2 separate regions of the Mus musculus genome follow, and region 1 is linked to region 2. The links are chromatin contacts, called in public Hi-C maps. All regions are on one chromosome and are shown on one strand. The core of a region is the stretch at or near the end of the contact, and the rest is flanking DNA. Distances in the headings are between cores, read along the strand shown. Region 1 overlaps Hspg2 (perlecan (heparan sulfate proteoglycan 2)). Region 2 has its middle 10 kb from the start of Gm52681.

Region 1 (5,569 bases), core at 1,049-3,548, 100 kb before region 2:
CCCCCACCTGACCTCCTGACCCTAGCTAAAGCATTCACTGAGATCAGAGGCTGGAGAGGAGGAAGATTATGCTGCCCTGAGTCCTGGTGAGTGAGAGGCATGCACCCCTAACCTCTAGAGGCTACCCCAGCTCCAAGTATCCATTCCTGCTTAGCAGAGTCCTCATCGTGACTGGGCTGAGTCTCCAGGTTGGGAGCCCTTAGCTGGACAGCACACCAGCCTGTACAGAGGCTCAGACAAGCTGCTCCCAACTCCAGAGAGCCTGGCTGCATCCCGGGCACCACCAGTAGAGGAGGAACAGCAGGGCGCCAGCACTATGTTCCAATCTGGAGCCATGCTGGGCGAGGCCCAGGGACCGGCCTCCACTTGGCTGTTCAGAGAGGGCCGCCTCTGACCTCCTGTGTGGCTCTTGGCCAAGGTGGGCTGGACAGAGGACCACAGGGAGAAAGACTGAATGTCAAGGATGAGTGGGGAGGGAGGTCTGCAGAGCGATGACAGGAAGAGCAGAGCCGGCAAAGGAGACAGACAACCAGAGACACTGGGGAAGGGACACACAGAAACCAGAGTAGGCAGACAGCAGAGAAATGTCTAGGCGGTGGCAAAGATGGGGAGGACAGAGAAAGCAGGAGAGGGAAGAGACAGTGGCACAGATGGAGCTGAGGAGTCAAGGAGAAAGTGGATAGAAGTTACCACGGGGGTAGAGAAATACGCAGTCACCAGAGCAGGTCCCCAGCTGGGGGGAGAGACTGACAGGCAGGTTAGGAGAAGAGTGAGGTCTGCCTACATAGGAAGGGCTTCAGTCCTGGGCGAGCTCATATGCTACGTACACATCAAGACCTTGGGCATCGGGATATACACCTGTGCCTCCCAGATGGGACTAAGCCCAGCCGCTGGCCACACCCCAAGGGCAGCCAGCCGCGCAGAGCTGAGGCTGGAGGCTTAGGGCCCATCAGCTCACACAAGTGTCATTTGGCAGGAAGGGGACCATCTCCACAGGTCCCTTGGGGCTTCTGCTAAAAGATGAGACCTCTGCAACCAACAGGCCTGCTCTGGGGATCCCCTGAGCAACTTACCCATCTGGAAGTCCCCGCTGCCCACGTCTCCGCTGCCGAGGCCATCTGCAAGAAAAAGTGAGACTTAACTCAGCAACAACAAATACTCACTGAGCACCAACGTGGTACCAGGCATTGTAAGCTCCTGGCCCAGTGGTGAAGGGTGTACACAGAACACAGGACAGTTACCCCACCCACACCCCATGCCTAGTTAGCTTGGAGGCCTCCATCATAGCGTATGGCCTGAGGTCCCAAATTCCAGGGACCGTCTGTCCAATGGGCGGGGCAGAGGAGCCAGGTCAGGTTGACTTACAAATAGGGACAAGGAGGAGATAAGGTGGAGAGGATGACAAGTGTCCCCTACTGTGAACTGTCAACTACTTTCCCATTTGGTCCTGCTGTCCCCAGGCTGCAGAGGGGAGTGGTGGCCAGCCTATGGTCAGAGAGGTGGGCCGATACCGGGATCATGAGGCTAGGCGTTCAGGACATACACATACACATCTTTTTTTGTTTGTTTCTTCTAGTGGGTATATGTCTGTGACCACATGTGTGCCACCGTGAGCACATGGAGGTCCCAGCTGGGTCCTTCCTTCTACGATGCCAGTTATAGAGATTGAACAGAAGTCGTGAGACTTGGCTGCAAGCACCCACTGCACCATCTTGCTAGCCCTAATCTATTTTGTGCATGTGTTGTTCTTAAAATAAGGTCTATTTATTTATTTATTTATTTATTTAATGTATGTGAGTACACTATGGCTGTTTTTAGACACACCAGAAGAGGGCATCGGGTCCCATGACAGATGGTTGTGAGCCTCCTTGTGGTTGCAAGGAATTGAACTCAGGACCTCTGGAAGAGCAGTCAGTGCTCTTAACCGCTGAGCCACTTCTTCAGCCCCCACATGTGTTGTTCTTTTGTGGTTTGTTGTTGTTTTTAAGACAAGGTCTCATTTAAGGCAGACTGGTCTCGAACTCATGTATAGTGGAGGCTAGCCTGGAACTCCTGATCCTTCTGTCTCCACCTCCCAAGTTCAAGAATTAAGTAGGACCATCTCTTGAGATCCTATCTGGGGTGAGTTTCATAGGACTTTCTACAGCCAGAACTGTTCCTGGAAACCCTCCATCCCTAGTAGGGGAACACATGACTCACCTCCTGATGCATCATCTGCCAGCAGGTCCTCATCATCAGAGAGGTATGAGTAGGTCCAGCCATACCGGCTCGCTGTGACAGTCTCTGTGTCCTCAGGGAGGGAAAGGCCATCGTAGGCCCTCAGCCCATGCGTCACCTATGGGAGATGACAGCCCATGAATTACCCTCTCCTGTTAACCGCCAAACTCTAAGGCCCTCCCTTCTCTTCATTTCAGAGGGGATCCAAATTCCATCCCAATTGCTCCCTACAGTTGCTATATTCACCACAGCTAAGAGAACCAGGAGGAGTCACTTTTTGTGAATCAGCTATCCAAAGATCCACTAACGCCAGGAGGACTCAGAGCCTAATGTGCAGATTCTCAAGGACTCTTTGGAGAAAGCAGACAGCAAAACGAGGATCATTTGGTAAAAGGTGGCTTCATTGTCTTTGGAGAAGGCAAGGGACACCCAGGACACGAGAGTAGGCAAGGGGACATTAGGTAACCTGGAAAGACATGAGCAGGTAGAGGAGTGGCCAGTTTAAGTGTGGAGGGGACAAGGGCAGAAGCAAGAGAATTGATGTAGACTTCTGTGACAGTTCCTCCCTCCTCAAGCCCTTGGCCTTCACCACCAGGTCTGGTGTCCAAGCCTGGTCACAGGCAGCACATTCCACTGCTCAGAACACGTAAAACCCTGCAGCTAATTCATCCCACTGCTCAGAACACGCAAAGCCCCGCAGCTAAATCATCCCACTGCTCAGAACACGCAAAGCCCCGCAGCTAAATGCTTGTGTCTAAACGGAGGCAAGACAGACATCAGCTCCCCACGACCTCAGGCTAATGCTAAGCTCAAGTGCATCTCTGGCATCTGTCCTGGGAAAGCGAGGGGGAGGTTCGGGGCAGCGGCACAGCACAAGGCTAAGCAAGAGGTCCAGGGACCCATGATCCAGGCTTTCCCCAGAAATGGCTCTGGGCTGCGAATGCCTACATCTACTTGGACAATATCTAGATGTTTTCAAAGGCGTTGTCCAGGTAACTAAGAGGAAAACATCCAGGGAACCCAAAGGCTGGGAGGCCCCAGGCCCAGGTATTCAATGACCCCAGAACAATCCAGAATTCTGGTGAAAAGGCTTCAGGCACTGCGGAGGCTCAGCCACCGGTGTCTGGTCAAAGGGACACAGTTCCTTGTGAAAACCCCAATTCTATACAGTTCATGTCCCCCAGGGCCTTCTGCTGCAATGTCCTTTTCTGTCTGGTTTCTAGAACCAACTCTTGTTATCCCTTACATCTACTTAGCCATCACCTCTAACTGCCCAGTAACAAAAAGGCAGAATTAGCCTGGTGTATCGGCTCACACCGATAATCCCAACACTTAGGCTAGGGGCAAGAGGATCAGTTCGAGGTCAACCTTAGCTGCACAGCCAAGTGGAGGTCAGTGTGGGTTACCTAAGACCTTATCTCAAACACACACACACACTCACACACTTATGGGCAAACCACTGGTCTCTCCTTCACTCTATGTGGCACTCTCTCCCATCCTATGTTCCTGTTCCCATAAGTAGACACAAAATCCCTGGGTCTGTCTTATCTGCTGCCAGTTGATCCACACGGGAGCTGAGGCTCATTTTAACTGCCAGGCACAGCCATCATATGTGTGTGTGTGTGTGTGTGTGTGTGTGTGTGTGTGTGTGTGTGTGTGTCCGGGACTGAGCACCACGTGGTCACTTTGTGTTTGTCCGGCTGCTGAGCCTTGGATAAGAGCTGTACTGCCCTCACCTGACAGCATGGTGTGACCTACTGTCTGATCCTCATAGCCAAAGAGCCATGCTGCCACCTGATTCTCATCTCCTGACCACATAAGGGGCTCATTCCTGTCCACAGTGGTAGTCAAAGGCTTGCAGACTATGTCCCTATGCATGCAGGTATGTGACCTCAGACTCTCCAGGAGTGGTAGCAGAACATATGACATGCCTGTAATACCAGCACTCAAGAGGCAAAATCAAGAAGGTCATGAGTTCAAGGCCAGCAGGGGCCTGATTGAGGTCTCGCCTCGAAACCAGTGTCCTGTCTAGGGTGTATCTCAGTAGTTCGCTGATAGAACACCTGCCTTCCTCATGGGCGCAAAGCCCTGGGTTTGGTCCCAAGTACCACCATCACCAAAACACAACCCCACCCCCACCCCCCAAGGGCAGGTGAAAAACAGATTTCTGGCTCCTTCTCAGAGCCCCGGAGGCAGCTTCTCATTGCAGGTTTGACAGAGCTGTGCATACCCATGAGATTCTGAGAGGCGCACTTAAGAACAAGACTGGAGGCTTGTTCTTCCCTGCCTGGGAATAGAGGTGTCTGGAGGGTCAGCCTTGAGCAGGCCTTGATTGACACCAGGGGACTAAGAGGCTAGAGTTGGGGCAGGGACAGTGATCAGGGGCACAGGAGCTTTGAGAAAGGGCATACTTGGGTCCTTTCCAGGTAGGAAAAGTCACGGTGTTATGATCACACCCTCCCAGTGCCCATTCGAGCAAAGCTATGGGGGCCAAGCACAAGGTGCACAGATCCCTGGCACCACTTAGACACTGCTGTCTGGAAAGGAAACTCTTGCTGCTAAGCAAGATCCAGGGCTTCTTGTAGAGAGGAAGGGGGTGGGGTGGGGGAGTAGCCTGGAACCGGACAGGAAATAGCAAAGTGAGATTCAACAAGAAAAAACACGCCAGGAACACACATCTGCAGGAAGGCCAAGGGCACAGGGCTCTGAGTCAGAAGGCCCCCAGCCCTAGACACCAGGTTGACGGTGGCAGCTGCTCTCGCCTGTAGCTCTCTCCCCAGTATTGGAGCATACAGGGGCAGCCAGGGCCCTCAGGGAGAGGTAAGACAGCCAGGGGCAGAGAGTTCGTTTGCAAAAAAAAAAAAGCTGTCTATGCAAAGGCAGCTGTGTTTCACATCTGGGAGGGGAAATGGAGCCAGAGGGAAAGAGGCTCTGGAAAAAAAGCAGAGTGGGCCTGGACACCTGATGGTAGAAGAGTCTGAGTGCTAGCCAGGCTAGCCTTTCCTTGGGACAGTCAAGGCAGAGCCAGTACTCGCTCACAGAGTGCTCCCTGCACACCAGGACCTCCCGAAGCTGGCTGCAGACCTAACCTCTCACCAGTGAGTGCTAAGGACCCTGAGAGTCCCCCTCAGGTCCCCTTTCAGTATAATACATGTCACCCAGAGAACCACAGCTCACAAAGACCCTCTGAGGTGGTGAGGTAGTGGTGTGCGGCTCTTCCCCATAGACCCTGCCTAGATCACCATGGGGCTAACCTGTGCTTCAAGCTCTGCACTAACCAGGCAAAGCCGAATCACTGGGCTAGACCTCATTGAGGCTGCAAGGCCCAACAGGATGGCAGTACCAGAATGAA
Region 2 (5,302 bases), core at 1,929-4,428:
GCAGGGAATGCATGTGTAAGCATCTATTTGGAAAGCTGCTGTGGCCTTTACCATAATTGGCTGGAGCTGGGAGTCAGATCATAAACTTAACTTCTGTTCCCCTCTGCATTGGTGGTCGATAGGCAGGGGGTGGGTTTGTAACCTGGGTCTGCAGGTTTGTTGGGGGAATAACCAGGAGACACTGGTCTTGTGCATCCTGGAAACTCTACTCTTGTTGGGGATTAGCCTAGAGACTGGAGCTAGGCTCAGGTTCTGTTGGGGGCTGGGGCAACTTGGAAACTAATGTTAGATACCAGCCTGTTAGTCTACCTGAGTTTAAACTTAACGTCAGGTTCTCTAAAATGGAGCCTGAATTTAAAAGCTTTGGTGTCTCAGAGCTTGAACTGTAGGCAGGAAGCAGAGAGTAAATGAAGAGCAGTGTGGGGAACATTTCTCATTCAACCACAACGCAGTGGCAGGCAGAGCTTTTTGAGTTGAAAGCCAACCTGGTCTACATAGCAAGTATCTGGGCAGCCTTGGCTACAGAGGCTCTTTGTTTTATTTATTTATTTTTTCTTGTGTATGTGTGTACCCTGTTGCTGTCTTTGGACACACCAGAAGAGGGCTTCAGATCCTATTACAGACGGTTGTGAGCCACCATGTACTTGCTGGGAATTGAACTCAGGACCTCTACAAGAGTTTTCAGTGCTCTTTACCGCTGAGTCATCTCTCCAGCCCTGTGACTCTTATGTCAAAAACAAGAAAAAAAAGGTAGAAAGTGGGGACTGACATCTGAGGTTGTCCACTGACCTCTCTCTATAAGTGTGCTGTGGCATATACACGACTGAACTCATACAGAGCACACATACATGCACACACACATGCACACACACATGTATGCATCCCCCTTGTGGGGGTGGGGAAGAGAGAGAGACAGAGAGAGAGAGAGAGAGAGAGTGCATACAAGTGACACACTTAATGTAATTAAGGTGGAGAACCCACAGTACTCTTCCTTATTCTCCCCAGAGGCCATCAGTATTTGGGTGGAGTTGGGACACATAGCAGAATAACTCTTGCCTGCTCCCTGCTCCCTTGAAGGCCTTTCGCCATACATTTTCCCTTGGCTGACATGAAGCTTAGAGAGATGGGGAGTCTTGCTAGGCTCTCCTTTTCACTGTCGTGGCAGCCAGTGGCTGCCGGTCAACCTGGTGCCAGAGTGAGGAGGAGGCATCAAACTGAGCACCGTTGTCTCCTCATGGATACTTATGGACACAATCAAGAAATAGTTGTCACTGCCACTGTAGTGCTGGACATTGTTTGTTATAGCTGTGTGGACTTTACCTACCCTAACTAACGGAGGAGCTTGGGGTTCATCTTTCTTTTTTTTTTTTTAAAGATTTGTTTATTTATTATATGTTAAGTACACCATAGCTGTCTTCAGACACTCCAGAAGAGGGCATCAGATCTCATTACGGATGGTTGTGAGCCACCATGTGGTTGCTGGGATTTGAACTCAGGACCTTTGGAAGAGCAGTCGGGTGCTCTTACCTGCTGAGCTATCTCACCAGCCCCCGGGTTTCATCTTTCTAATCTAGGGTGCTACATTTTATCACACTTACAAATATCCACAGACAATGTACTATATGGTTTGGGGGGTTTCTTTCTTTCTTTCCTTGTGTGTGTGTGTGTGTGTGTGTGTAGGGCAGAAGTCAACTTTGAGGGGCTGGTGAGATGGCTCAGTGGGTAAGAGCACCCGACTGCTCTTCCGAAGGTCCGGAGTTCAAATCCCAGCAACCACATGGTGGCTCACAACCATCCGTAATGAGATCTGACTCCCTCTTCTGGAGTGTCTGAAGACAGCTACAGTGTACTTACATATAATAAATAAATAAATCTTTAAAAAAAAAAAAAAAAAGAAGTCAACTTTGAATGTACTATCCACCTGCTGTTTTGTTATTGTTATTGTTGTTACATTTATTTATATAGGTCTGTCTGTCTGTCTGTCTGTGAGTGCCAGTTACATAGCACACATGTGGAGGTCAGAGAACCATCTTTGAAAATGGGTTTTTGACTTCCAATCTGTGGGTTCTAAGGACTGAACATAGGTCGGCAAGCTTGACAGCAAGCCCCATATTTATCTGCTGAGCCATCTCGATGGCTGTCGTTTGTTCTTTGAGACAGGGTTCCAAACTGGGACCCAGGACTCATCAATTAGGCTAAGCTGGTTTAGCCAGCGAGACCCTGAGATCAGCATCTCTCTGTCTTCCCAGTGCTATGATTATAAATGTATACTACCACACTCAACTTTTTATGTGGGTGCCAGGGACTGAACTCAGAACCTCATGCAGGAATGCCAAACACTTCACCAGCTGAACACCTAATCGGCACCAATTTTGATTTAAAAAAAAAAAAGCATCACTAAACAATAAAAGACAGTAAATCATTTTGTTGTTGTTGTTGTTATTTTTGGTTTTTGAGACAGGGCTTCTCTGAGTAGTCTTGACTGTCCTGGAGCTCTCTCTGCAGACCAGGCTGGCCCCGAACTCAGAGATCTGCCTGCCTCTGCCTCCCAAGTGATGGGATTAAAGGCGTGTACCACCACAGCCTGGCAGTAAGTGGATTTTTCAAAAAGCCCTTTTAACTTGTTTGTTGGCTGTGCTGAGTGAGTGTCACCGCATTGTGGCCTCCCGATGGCTGCCGGCCTGTGGTGAATGCCTTAGACAAAAGTTATTTTTCTCTGCCCTGACTTGTTTGATGAGCATTTAAAGCTGGGCCAACTTTCTGGGGTCACAAGCAGTGCTTGGGTGGATGTCCTTGGACATATCTTCAGGGGCACATGTGTGTGAACTCCCTAGGCTGTATTCCCAGAACTGGGACTCCCTGGTGGGACAGCGTTTGTCAGCTCTGCCAATGACCTAATTCTCCAAGATGACTGTGTCGACAATATTTTTCACATTTCCCACCCCCTTCCTCCTCTTCCCATCCACTGCCCCCGCGCGCATGGAATACGGCCCCACAGTTTTCTTCTAAAGTCATTCCTGGGATCTCAAGCCCCCCCCCCCCAAAAAAAACCCTCTTCCAGCTCTTTAAGGAAAAAAAAAAAAGAAAAATCCAACAACTGGTCTGGCAAGGGCCTGAGTCAGAAGGCAGCGGGGTAGGGGGCAGGGTGAAGCTGAGGAAGTTGAGAACCAGGTCAGGGCGTCCTTAATCAGTTTTACTGAGTCAGACCATGACGCCTGACAGAATGCATCCACAGGTGCTGCCAAAGCTGACCCTCCTCCACCTAGGAGAGTCCTTGGATAACACCCCCAAATGACTTCAAAATAAAGGTCAGGGAGACAGCTAATGCCTCAGTTGGCATAGCAGCGGCCCCAGGGACCCGCACCCAGCCCAAAGGAGGCTGGGAGCAGCTAAGACACATTTCTCACCACATACTGGCAGCAGCGAGTTAGGAAATTGCCTACATTTCAAATGGATCAATCAAGAATTTGATTTCATCAACAATCCTGTCTTGGTCTTCAGTCTCCCCCAGTCTCAACAATTCAAATCTCTTATAACCTGTTTTTAATGAGTCAAGATTAGAATGTCAACTTTTTTTTTTCTGCTTCTATTCTGTAAATCATTAAAAGAAACAATTTGCCGTTCGAAGAAATGAAAAATGTGGCATCAATACTTCTTTTCCTTTTAGAGTTGGCTCAGGGTGGTAATGCTTGCTAATCCACAGCTGAGGATGGGAAGTTTATATTCATATTAAAATCACCCAACTCAGTAATTCATCCTTTCAATCATGAAGGAGCTCTGGGGGTTTGAATGGGAATGGCCCCCACAGAATCCTAGGATTGGATGCTTGATCCCCAGTTAGTGGAACTGTTTGGGAAGGATTAGGGGGTGAGGCCTTGTAGGATGAGGTATGTCACTGGAGGTGTGGGCTTTGGGCCCTCTCCCTCCCTCCCTGCCCCCGCCTGCTGCTTATGGATAAGGACATAAAACTCCCCGATACTCCTCCAACATCATGCCTGTCTACTTCCCACCCTGATGATCATGGACTAACCCTCTAAAACTGTTAGCAGGCCTCCAGTTAAATGCTTTCCTTTGGGGGCTGGAGAGATGGCTCAGTGGTTAAGAGCACTGACTGCTCTTCCAGAGGTTCTGAGTTCAATTCCCAGCAACCATGTGGTAGCTCACAACCATCTGTAAAGGGATCTGATGCCCTCTTCTGGTGTGTTTGAAGACAGCTGCAGTGTTCTCATATAAATAAAAATTTTAAAAAATGCCTTCCTTTTGTAAGTTGCCTTAGTCATGGTGTCTCTTCACTGTCATAGAACAGTGACTAAAACAGGATCCAACAATTCTATTACCGCTCCCCAAAACTCTCAGAATAGCAACACTGGCTATGTGTTTAGAGTTTTGCTTTAAGAGATTTTCATTTTCTCTTTTCTCTTCTTTTTTTTTTTTTTTTTTTTTTGGCAGTTCTGCAACTTTATTTGACATGAGCAGGTTAGTTCTCATCCACATTGACCGTCTGTAGATTTTTGAATGTGGTAACAGGCACGTAAGTTACCAGCGTGTAGAGCTTGTTTGGGGAATCCTCATCCTCATTACGTTTTCTGGACAAGCGTACTCGGATGGGATATGGAACGTTCCTTATTCCCTTGGCCCAGACGGCTTTATTGAGCCTGGTGTCAATGAGCACATCTGGTGTCCCCATTTCCTTCATGGCAAACTTCCGAATTTCTTTGAGTGCCCAAGGAGCACTCTTCTTGAAGCCCACTCCATGGATACGCTTGTGAATGTTGATGGTGTATTCTTGGGTCACCACCTCGTTGATGGCAGAACGGCCCTTCTTCTTCTCGCCACCCTTCTTTGCGGGAGCCATCGAGCCTGCCCGCGCCGGGCGCGGATGGCGCCGGATTTCGGAGCCGCGACCCCGCAGCCATACTCACTCTCTTTTCTCTTCTTTTTAAAAAGAATTATTTATGTATGTGAGTACACTGTAGCTGTCTCAGACACACCAGAAGAGGGCATCGGATCCCACCACAGATGGTTGTGAGCTACCATGTGGTTGCTGGGATTTGAACTCAGGACCTCTGGAAGAGCAGCCGGTGCTCTTAACCACTGAACCATCTCTCCAGCCCTGGTTTTCAAACTTCCTCCTTTGTTTCTTCTCTTCCACGGCTGCTGTTCTTTTGCTGGCCCTGTCCACTTCTCTGTATTTAGAACTTTTGTCTATAGTTAAATTTAATGGGCACAAGCATCTATTGATATTGTGTATCACACACAGCGGAGAAAGGAAGACAGCCCACCCTTGGTGGGTCCCACCAGT

Evidence for each region. A called contact is a pair of places that touch in the nucleus more often than the background predicts.
Region 1: a Hi-C map of muscle stem cells shows a contact between it and region 2, with 3 times the contacts expected there. The contact joins two enhancer-like sites. A contact is called at or near these places in 8 of 484 Hi-C or Micro-C datasets (embryonic stem cells, muscle stem cells, myocytes and 3 more) and 1 of 9 other capture datasets (adipose tissue).

What each region holds. Positions count from the first base shown.
Region 1 is chr4:137,497,825-137,503,393 of GRCm38.p6, reverse strand. It overlaps Hspg2 (perlecan (heparan sulfate proteoglycan 2)), which reads right to left. Exons shown (of 97, transcript NM_008305.3): 2 at 2,200-2,335; 3 at 1,074-1,118. Among named protein-coding and RNA genes, the nearest start is that of Hspg2, 32 kb to the right of the region's middle. Within about 2 kb of position 2,298, at least 77 of the 459 cell types and tissues checked have an H3K27ac peak or open chromatin away from gene starts, as enhancers often do. A contact at or near this core is called in adipose tissue, muscle stem cells and myocytes, where this site is marked.
Region 2 is chr4:137,394,852-137,400,153 of GRCm38.p6, reverse strand. It overlaps the pseudogene Rpl31-ps10. Among named protein-coding and RNA genes, the nearest start is that of Gm52681, 10 kb to the right of the region's middle. Within about 2 kb of position 3,178, at least 45 of the 459 cell types and tissues checked have an H3K27ac peak or open chromatin away from gene starts, as enhancers often do. A contact at or near this core is called in adipose tissue, muscle stem cells and myocytes, where this site is marked.